2 separate regions of the Arachis hypogaea genome follow, and region 1 is linked to region 2. The links are chromatin contacts, called in public Hi-C maps. All regions are on one chromosome and are shown on one strand. Each heading gives the region's core, a stretch centred on a gene start, on an enhancer-like site or on the middle of the called end of the contact. The rest is flanking DNA. Distances are from core to core; before and after follow the strand shown. Region 1 holds the start of LOC112742000 (probable sulfate transporter 3.3). Region 2 holds the start of LOC112741999 (protein ESMERALDA 1).

The links. A called contact is a pair of places that touch in the nucleus more often than the background predicts.
Region 1: a contact with region 2 is called in a Hi-C map of leaf, with 1.9 times the contacts expected there. The contact joins the promoter of LOC112742000 here to the promoter of LOC112741999 in region 2. A contact is called at or near these places in 3 of 8 Hi-C or Micro-C datasets (leaf and an unstated tissue).

Annotation. Positions count from the first base shown.
Region 1 is chr14:39,058,058-39,063,076 of arahy.Tifrunner.gnm2.J5K5, reverse strand. LOC112742000 (probable sulfate transporter 3.3) reads right to left here and starts at 2,620. Exons shown (of 13, transcript XM_025791211.3): 1 at 2,095-2,620; 2 at 1,733-1,781; 3 at 1,412-1,619; 4 at 737-908; 5 at 352-417. The coding sequence starts at 2,403.
Region 2 is chr14:38,629,310-38,633,943 of arahy.Tifrunner.gnm2.J5K5, reverse strand. LOC112741999 (protein ESMERALDA 1) reads left to right here and starts at 3,095. Exons shown (of 10, transcript XM_025791210.3): 1 at 3,095-3,856. The coding sequence starts at 3,470.

The DNA of each region.
Region 1 (5,019 bases), core at 1,371-3,870, 430 kb before region 2:
AACTATCAATATCTTTAAGTGTTATCCTGTTACCAAATAAACCTAAAGTATTAAATATCCCAAAAACATGTACTTATATTATAAATATGAACATTTTTTTATATAATTAAAACCAAATGGATTATTTTAAAATCATTTTTCAAGTAAAATATTTAAATATAAATTAATTGTATAATTGATTAATAAAAGCTGTAAATAAATAACAAATTGTAATTAACTATGTAAAGGAAAAGTTATTGTATAAGAGAAGTTTTTCTTCAAATGTATTTTGTAAGCATACAGTAATTTCTGGCAGTAGAAATTACATAGCAGAAAGAAAAATAAAAATAGGAGGGAAATTAAATAACGTACAATGTGTCTTGCCAGTAATAGTAGCATCAAGAAGCAAATTCCCATTAGTATTGTTTGCCATGACCACTGCCACATAATAAAACCACAAAAATCACTTTTTGAGACACAATATAGATGGAAACAAATACCATTGTTTATGAATGCAAGTGGTATTGTGTGTATATGTATATTATTTTGGAGGAATAATGTTTGTACTATTTAATTTTTTGTCTTCTTTTATTTTTTATCATTTATTTTTAATATTAAAATGAAAATTATACAAAAATACATAAAAATAGTGTATATAATTTTTTTTTATTTTCTCTGTGTTCATGCATTATGTTTTTGTAATATATATAAAAGGAGTAGTATATAATTATATATATGTATATTTTAATTAATTAACCTCATGAACATTGTGAAAGACAGAAGTCATAACAGGAACCAGGCCCATTTGTTTAGTGAAATGTGTGATTCCAAGGAGGCTCTTAAGTTGTTGCAGTGAAACAATTATAGCTGCTCCAGCCATGAAACCAATAAGTATGGCCTTTGATAAAAAGTCAATGATAAACCCAAGCCTGCATTAAATATAATTATGGTAGTATAATTGAGAAATTTGGAAAGATGAAAAGAATATTACTAAAGATAACAAGACCAATAATTATTATATATTATGTTTATGATATGATATATAATAATATAATCCTACTATAACGATTTGCAATACAATTAATTGGACTATTTCAGAAATATTTTGACCCCCTGAACATTTTACACTCATCTATATACTAAAAATAAAAAACAAAATATCAATTTTGTAATATTTTTTTAATCTCTACTACTAATTATATGTAATAATTATTACTATTTTTTTATAAAATTAAAATTATATATTTTACCGTGTCTGACAAAACACATGACAGACACGTGTGTATCTTACTAAAAAAAATCTTATAATAATTTTGTGCGTCTAAATAAGTGATAAGTAATAACTCTAGTAATTGTAATTGAAATTAAAAGGAGAAAAAGGGAAGAAAAGTGCAAATAAACATAAAAAGTGATTATTAATTAATGTATTAACCTTAGAATCCCAAGAGAAGCTTGAAAGAGACCAGCAAAGAAGGTAGAAGTGAAAGCAAGCTGAAGAAAGAGAAGAGGGTCTGTTGTTGGAGACACTTCTTGCCTCAACATGGATCCAAGAACAAGAGAAGCAATTGAAACTGGTCCTACAGCTAGGTCCCTTGAGCTTCCAAGCACAGCATAAACAAGTGGCGGAACAAAGCTAGAATCTAAAATAAACAACAACAAAAATATATGCCAAAATCAACCAACATAACATAACAACTCACCCCCCATCATAGCACAACTTGTGCGGAACAAGAATCAATAATAATACACTTACATAGTCCCACAATTGGAGGAAGGTTTGCAAGCTTTGCATAACTGATTCCCTGAATAACAAAAGGAAAATCCATAATTCAATAAAAAAAATATATAAACACAAAATGTCTAAAATTCAATCCTGATTACACTTTATTATATTATTTTAAATAAAAATTTAGTTTCAATTTAAAATTATTTATGTGAATAATACACAAATTAAAATGAGAGTGTACATTATTTACATTTCAAACATTAAAAAAAAAATAGAAAGAAAAAACACGTGTCAAATTTACATGTAGCTTTATGGAAAAGTTTATTAGGCTTTTAGGAGAAATAGTTTACGAGACAGAAAGAACATTTGGACTATGCAAAGTGCCTAACCTGAGGGATGGCCAAACTAGCAATGGTGAGGCCAGCGATAAGGTCAGATTTGAAGAGTTGGAAGGTATAATTAGGACCCCATTGAAGAATAGGGAAGAAATATTGAGCTCCAAGAACAAATTTGGTCTTCAAAGGTTGTCCCTTGAATTGCCTCAAAGGATCATCAGGGAAGAATGTTTCCTTGAGCCTAGCCTTGAGCTTCTGGAAGGTGCTCTTGTGTGGTGGAGCCACAACATGGTGCACTTCTTCCATTGCCACTTCTACACAATGAGAATGCAAAATAATATTGTTGTTATTGTTATGTTCCATTAGGAATAACACAATAATAATAATAATAATAATAATAATAATAATGTTGATGTATGTATATGTTATCTAAGGTAAGGGGTATGTATATATATGTGGGTTTCGAGAGAAATGGTTTGGTTCCTTTTTATTTGAGAGTTCCTCAACCTACCCCATTCATCAACACAAACAAAGACCGCTATAATAAAAACAAGATCGCACCCTGTGTTTACTAAAGTACAAAAGGATAAAAACAAATAAACATACAATAATAGTTTCAGAAATTGAAAAGAAAAGAAAATAATAGTGTTGTATATGCCAAAACGTTGTGTATGTGAGGTAACTTAATTGAGTCCTTAATTCACATTTCATTTACCTGTTTGGTATAATGATCAGTAATAAAAAAATACTTTTAAATATAAAAATCAATCACAAATATCTTGTTGTGAATCCGATATATAATTAATAAATTTGATTATAACTATAAATTTTATTTGGTTTTTTAATTAAATTTAATTTAACTGTTATTATAAGTTGTATGTCTCTCAAAAATATTATTATTAAAATATTTATAAATGTGAAATATCAATTATTTTATGAATTAATTTTTGAGTTGAGTTTTACTAAACGTTTAAATCTATTTAATTTTTATATATTATTAATATAAAAAATGTTATACAAATTTAATTATGTATTATCATATTAACAGAGCAACTAACTTTTAAATATATTATTTAAAAATAATCTAAATACATAAATATAATTGAATAATCGTATATTGTTAGTGCGTTAAAATAATTATAACCTAATTATAAATGATTCTTTTTTTCTTTTAACACTATACTAGCTACTGTCCAATTAAAATTTACTACTGCCTCTTACTCAAACATGTACATGGATATATGCAATAGATAGATATCATTTATAACCACAAAAAATAAATGATATTAAGGCCCCACAACATTTTTCATTTGTCTATCTTTGAATCTCCAAAATCACTTTCGAGTTTTGACTAATGGAGTCTTCTCTCTTCTCTCATCAATGTTCAAAGTTGATGAAGAATGAAATCAAATCATCATCATCATCATCATCACTTTGTAACTTTCAACTTTCCCTCGAACAATTTGCTCCATCAGCGCATCATTAGCAGGATTATTATGATTATGTGCCTCACAGTACATTATTCCTACCAACATGACGTGATTCTTTCCTTATGATTTTACGTGCTATCATTAATTAATAGAGAAAGTATATAAGAGATTAATTTTTAATTAGTCAATATATTAGCTAATCTTTTTAATTTTAAAAATATTTATTTTTAAAAATTTTAAAATTTAAGATAAATAAAATAATTTAAAAAAAATTAATTAATATTAATTAAAAATAGTCTTTTTATAATATTATTACTACAAAAAAATGAAATTTAGTGGCAGTTTTTATAGAAATTAACGACAATTTTAAACTGCTGCAAAATGAATTACCAGCGTTTGGAAAAACGTTGCCGTATAGAACGTGGAGGTTTATTTTCAATAACTCAATAAGTAACAGTTTTGGTTTTAATAAGAGTGTATTTATATAAATTTTATATGAATGTATCAAATTATCTACAACCCTCTCTCCTTTACAATTGAACGAGTAATGAATTGAATAATTGTGAAAAATAGAAAAATAGAGAGGATTCATTTACACTAAGTGTAAGTCTTATTGATTTATACCATTGAGGTGATAAATTTCATCAACTCAAATGTAAAATTATGTTATATATATTATTATGATAACCATTCAAAATTTTAGAAATCCAGATATCAATAAATGTGTAATCTAATAGTCGTATTCAATTCTAATTTTACAACTACAATATATATAAAAATAAAGCGAAAATATTAGATGACGTCATAATAATTAAGTCATTTTGATAACTAAGTTCAATTAAGTTAATTTAGTAGTTTAAAGATTAATGGTTAAAAATTTTAATTAAAAAAATAAGAAAAAACAGAGACATAACAAAAAAAATTAATTAGATTTAATTATAAAAATTTGTTTATTTAATATTTCTCATAATAAAATATTACAACAAAATATCAAATCAATGATAAATTTTATAAAATTTTATTCAATTAATTTATTTAATGAGATATTGAAATTTAATAGTTAAATTAATAAAATTCATTATGTATAATAAGAAAATATCGATAGACGACACGGTAAATCAACTGGACTTACATAACAGATTCTTTCTCTAAAAAATAATAATAAAAAAACACTTATCTTTAATATAGAAGAGAGAGTGTAACACAACATTTCAAAAAGTATATTGATTGAAGAATGAAGACACTTTGTTCTCTCATCCTCATAGATCAGTAATTGTGTAATGAAAGCTAAAACACATAGCTAAGAGAATAATATTGGTTATGTTTCCCTCTTTTTTCTTAGAGAAGCAAGGTCCCCATGCAATGAAAGCAAAGTAATAATTGTTGTAATGCAATGTAGCCGATTCCATGGCACACTTGTATATGTGCTTTAAATGTTCTAATCGGCAATGCACGCAGTGTTACAATCATATTGACCTTTTTCATCCTTATATCATACGATTCTAATAAGAAACCACACACCTTACCACTCTTATTTATTTTCATTATT
Region 2 (4,634 bases), core at 1,846-4,345:
ACACATGCACCGGTATAACCATGACAGAGTAGCAGACCCCCAACTATATCGACCCATGTCCCTGGCCACATAGGGTAGCCTACGAATGTGAAGACGTGTACCAGACTTATCATTGAATAGCTGCGTCGATAAGAGCATTATGATATGCGTTCGGACATACCTCCTAACCGTCTCATCGTTTGTACCCTGCAGAAGCTCACTAAATATCTCCTGCACCCAAGTGCACTTCACCGTGAACTTGTCGATGCAGTTCGTGGGAGGTAAAACACCCAACAGATCCTCGAACCATGCCCACGCTGGGTGGCCACCTTTGATATGTCACTCAAAGTCTGTGAGGCATCCACTGACATACTGACTGTCGATCGAAGACCTAATTGGTACGCTACATCCTGCAGCATGATTGTGCACTCTCCGAACAACATGTGAAAGTATGCGTCTCTGGACGCCATCTCTCCATGAATGTTCTCACTAGTGGCTCAATCAATCTAAACCAAGTCTCGTTCAGCCTTACAAGATAGTATAACTCGGCCATCTGTAAGTACGGCACGATCCTGTCATCCAGGAGCGTACTGTGTTGCCTTCTTACGCTGGTAATACATCGATGGACTACACAACGATAGCAAATTTTTTTTAAAACCATAATAAAACAGTGTTCGATTGAAAGCTAAACCCAAACATAGAATCTCACACGTTCAAACAAAAGAAAAAACGGTAAAACTAAATGGGCTTAAGTACGTTACTGCCCTAAAAAAAAAATTTATCTTCAATGTATAAAACATATTGCAATACTCAATCAGTATTATGACTGCAACAATTGGTTACAGTGAATCCTACTCCTATTCTACTTCTCGCTGAATATAAAATAAATAACTTAAAAAATCTAACATAGCCTACCATCACTAACCTAACTAACAATTTTAGGTAGCATTTCAAGTTTTCAAAATCTAACCAACTAATAGCTTACTACTTCTAACCAGCAATTATATTGTAAAAATTAACTTTCTAATTCCTAACTAAGGACTGTAAACAACTACTATTAAAAGCATGTTAACATTACTTCCATGATTACATTATGTTGAAAACAAAAATTTTCATTCACTAACTTCTTCATGGATAGTACCAGCAATATGTGCGACTCCATCTAACCGATAGATACAATTTGGATTGTCCTCCATATGTACAAATTTGAATTTTGTGGGGTTTCTTTCCAAAATCTTCGAGGAGGGTTCTTTGTGGTGGGGTTAGAGGGGTTTCGAATGTTGCTTGTAATTCGAAATAGTTGAATTCAAATTCTATATATAGGCCTATTATAAGTAAATCGACTTCATTAGTTTCGATTTACCATGGACTCTCAACGGCAATAAATCGAAGCCATTAGATTCAATTTAGTGAGGGTGACAAATTGAAACAGTTTGTTTTGATTTACTATGGGCGAAATTCGAATCAATACCAGCCTACTGTAAATCGACTTCAACGGATTCGATTTATCAAGAGGGAACTAAATTGGCCATATAAATCGAAACTTATTCATTCGATTTACTGTTAGTTACCCTAATTCGAATTCTTTGAATTTGATTTATGTTTGAACTACAAAATCAAATAATTTGAATCAAATAGATTCAATTTAGTACTAACAATCCTAATTCGAATTCGATAAATTTGATTTACATTAGAATATGAAACGAAATAATTACGTAATATTTTTAAATTTAAAGAATACACGTAAAATTAGAGTTATTTTAGTTTATCAAAGTGAATTATCTAAAAAAAAGCAGCCACCAACAATTACATTCATATATATCTGGTATTTATACAAAAAATTTATTATATTAATATAGAATAATTTAATTATTTTATTGATTGATTTTTGTTAAAAAAATATATAAGATAACTAAATAATTTTTTAAATTAATTTTGTAAAATATGATGTATAAAAAAACATATAAAAAATATTTTAAAACATAAAATCACATTATATGAACACAAAAAATAATACATATTTCACATCAATAGATTCTCTGAATATCACGTTTTATAAGATTAACTCAAAAAAATTATTTACGTGAAATAATATATATAAATATATATTTTTTTGTGTTTATAAAATATTTTTGTTTTTTTTAATCTGCAAAATATATTAACTTTTAAATTAATCTAAATATTTTGTATAATTTTCAAGTATGGCTCGCATTTCGCATAGGATTAAACACGCACATTTTGGTTACTCTACTATTAGAAAATTTTTCTAAAAATATTTCTTCTAAAGTAAACAATTAATTGATAAAATAAAACAAAAGTAAAAATTTAATTATTATTAAATTTATAATTTTCATTGTACGTAAATTTTACTATTTTAGTTTAAAAATAATTAAATTCTTACTTTTTTAATTTAAAAGAAGTTAATCCAAAAAGGTTTTGGTTATATATAAAAAAACTTGTGAAAATTCTGCAGTCGAACAATTTTCCAAGACATGTTGACCATAATATATCTACATAAACATATCCACGACACAGTAAACTTTATTTTATTTTATTTAAAAAAAAAAGAAGAATATAAATTTAGTTTGGCTAAATACATTTAAAAGAAAAAGATAGACAATAAGTTTAGGAGAAAACTAAATGAGCTGGCATCAGCAACTTAGGACATGAGTCATGAAACTTTCATTTTCTTCAATTGTTGGAAGATCAAAAACTAGAATCATGACCCTTTTTCCTTTTTGTATTATCTTCTGGGCACGAAATGAAAGCTACGCATTAAAATCCCAAAGTGGTTTCCACATTTCCCATTCCACACTCAAGAGAGCAACACCCACAAAGAAAGCAAGAAAGACATTGTTCTGATCTGAACCACCCCCACATTACTATTACTCTTATTATTAATTTATTATTAGTTTATTACTATATTATAATCTAACCTCCTTCACGCACCTGCACTATACCGTCACACAAAAAGTCTCAATAATAATAAGGGTTTAAATTAAAAAAAATTGTTTTAACATTTATATTGTTTTATTCTACTTTATTGTGTTGAATTTTTGCTTTAAAAAAAATAATTAAATAAAGATAAATAGAAAAAAAAAAAGCAAGAAGGTGCATGCTAGGCCTATCGCTCTCAATCAAACATCAAAAACAAATATACTTTTGTTTTCTCAATTCTCATCAAACAAAAACTGCATAATTGCGAAGGCATTGTTGTTGTATTCCCAGCCTAGCTAGCAAGCTTGCCAGCCAAACCCACGTGCCGTATAGTCTTTCTTTCTTTCTCTGACCACCCAAAACGCCGCCGTTTCATTGCTAGCCCTTGCCCTTCCTCTGTCTCTCCACCCTCTGGATTTTAATTATCTCGAAGGGTAGAGAGAGAAGAAAGAAAAAGAAAAAAAAAAAGAAACTAAAGAGAAAAAGAGATAGAGAGAGGTGCGAGTTTTGTGATGTAGAGAGAAAGAGAGGTTTTTGAATTCCCAAAAATTAAATGCACGCGTATAACAGGCTACCGAGCAGTGGCCACTCATCGCCGTCGCCGCCGCCGTCACCACTGCGATCACCAAGGCTCCGACACGGTAGGTCCAAAACAGGAAGGTTTTCTCCGGGACACCCTGGCGCCGGCGGAGGGGTTGGCCGGACCGCCGCGCAGCGCCTTGCGTGGTCGTTTCTTTCGCTGCTTTTGCGGCGGCAAGGGGTTTTCCTTTTCGCGCCGTTAATCTACATCTCAGGGATGCTTCTCTACATGGGCTCCGCCTCATTCGACGTCGTTCCGGTCATCAAGCACCGCCCTGCGCCAGGCTCCGTTTACCGTAGCCCTCAGCTCTACGCCAGGCTTCGCCCTGAGATGGATGCTGATAATTCTTCTGCAGATGCGGTTAGTGTTTGTTACCCTTGCTCGGATTCAATTTGTTTTGCGCATTCAATGGATTTCAAATCTGTACTGGAGTTTTCTTATTTCTGGATGGGATTTGTTGTTTGTTAAGTTGTGATTTGCTTTTGGTATTGAGAGATGGAATATGTGTGTTGTGTTTTATGGAATTAGAGAATTTGGAGAGTAGGAAGATGGAAACGGAGATAGTGATGCATTATTATAATGCTTTGTTTTTTGATATTTTGGATGTTGAACGATATGCTTATATATATATATATATATATATATATATATATATATTTTTTTTTTTCTTTGGATATAGAATTTGACTGTAGCTTTTGATTATTTGTGACTAGTTATGCAGTGTATTTGTTGTTAATAAGTTAATTGCTTGGTTGTTTTCTCGACAAGTTTTGCTGATTTGCTAGTGTGACTGGGTAGGAAGCCTTTAAGCTTTCTGATGCATTTTTATGAAGTTTTGTTACCACAAGTTTGAATGTAAGGTGAGTTACTGATTGATGAACTACGCAATAAGAGATTGAGCTAGACAGCTAGTTAGCCTCTCATTTCGCATGTGATCTCGCCAATGGCTAATTGGCTACTAGGGAGCTGTTTCTGATGAATTATCTGTGTATGAATGTTGTGATTGTGATGGTGTTAGAAGTTTTCTCATGGTGGGACTTGGGAGGTTTATTGGGCCGAGCATGTATTTTATTAGGCATTTTGAGATAAGAAAACAACTAGTTAGTTATGCTGTGCATTTGTTCTTGACTTAGGTCAT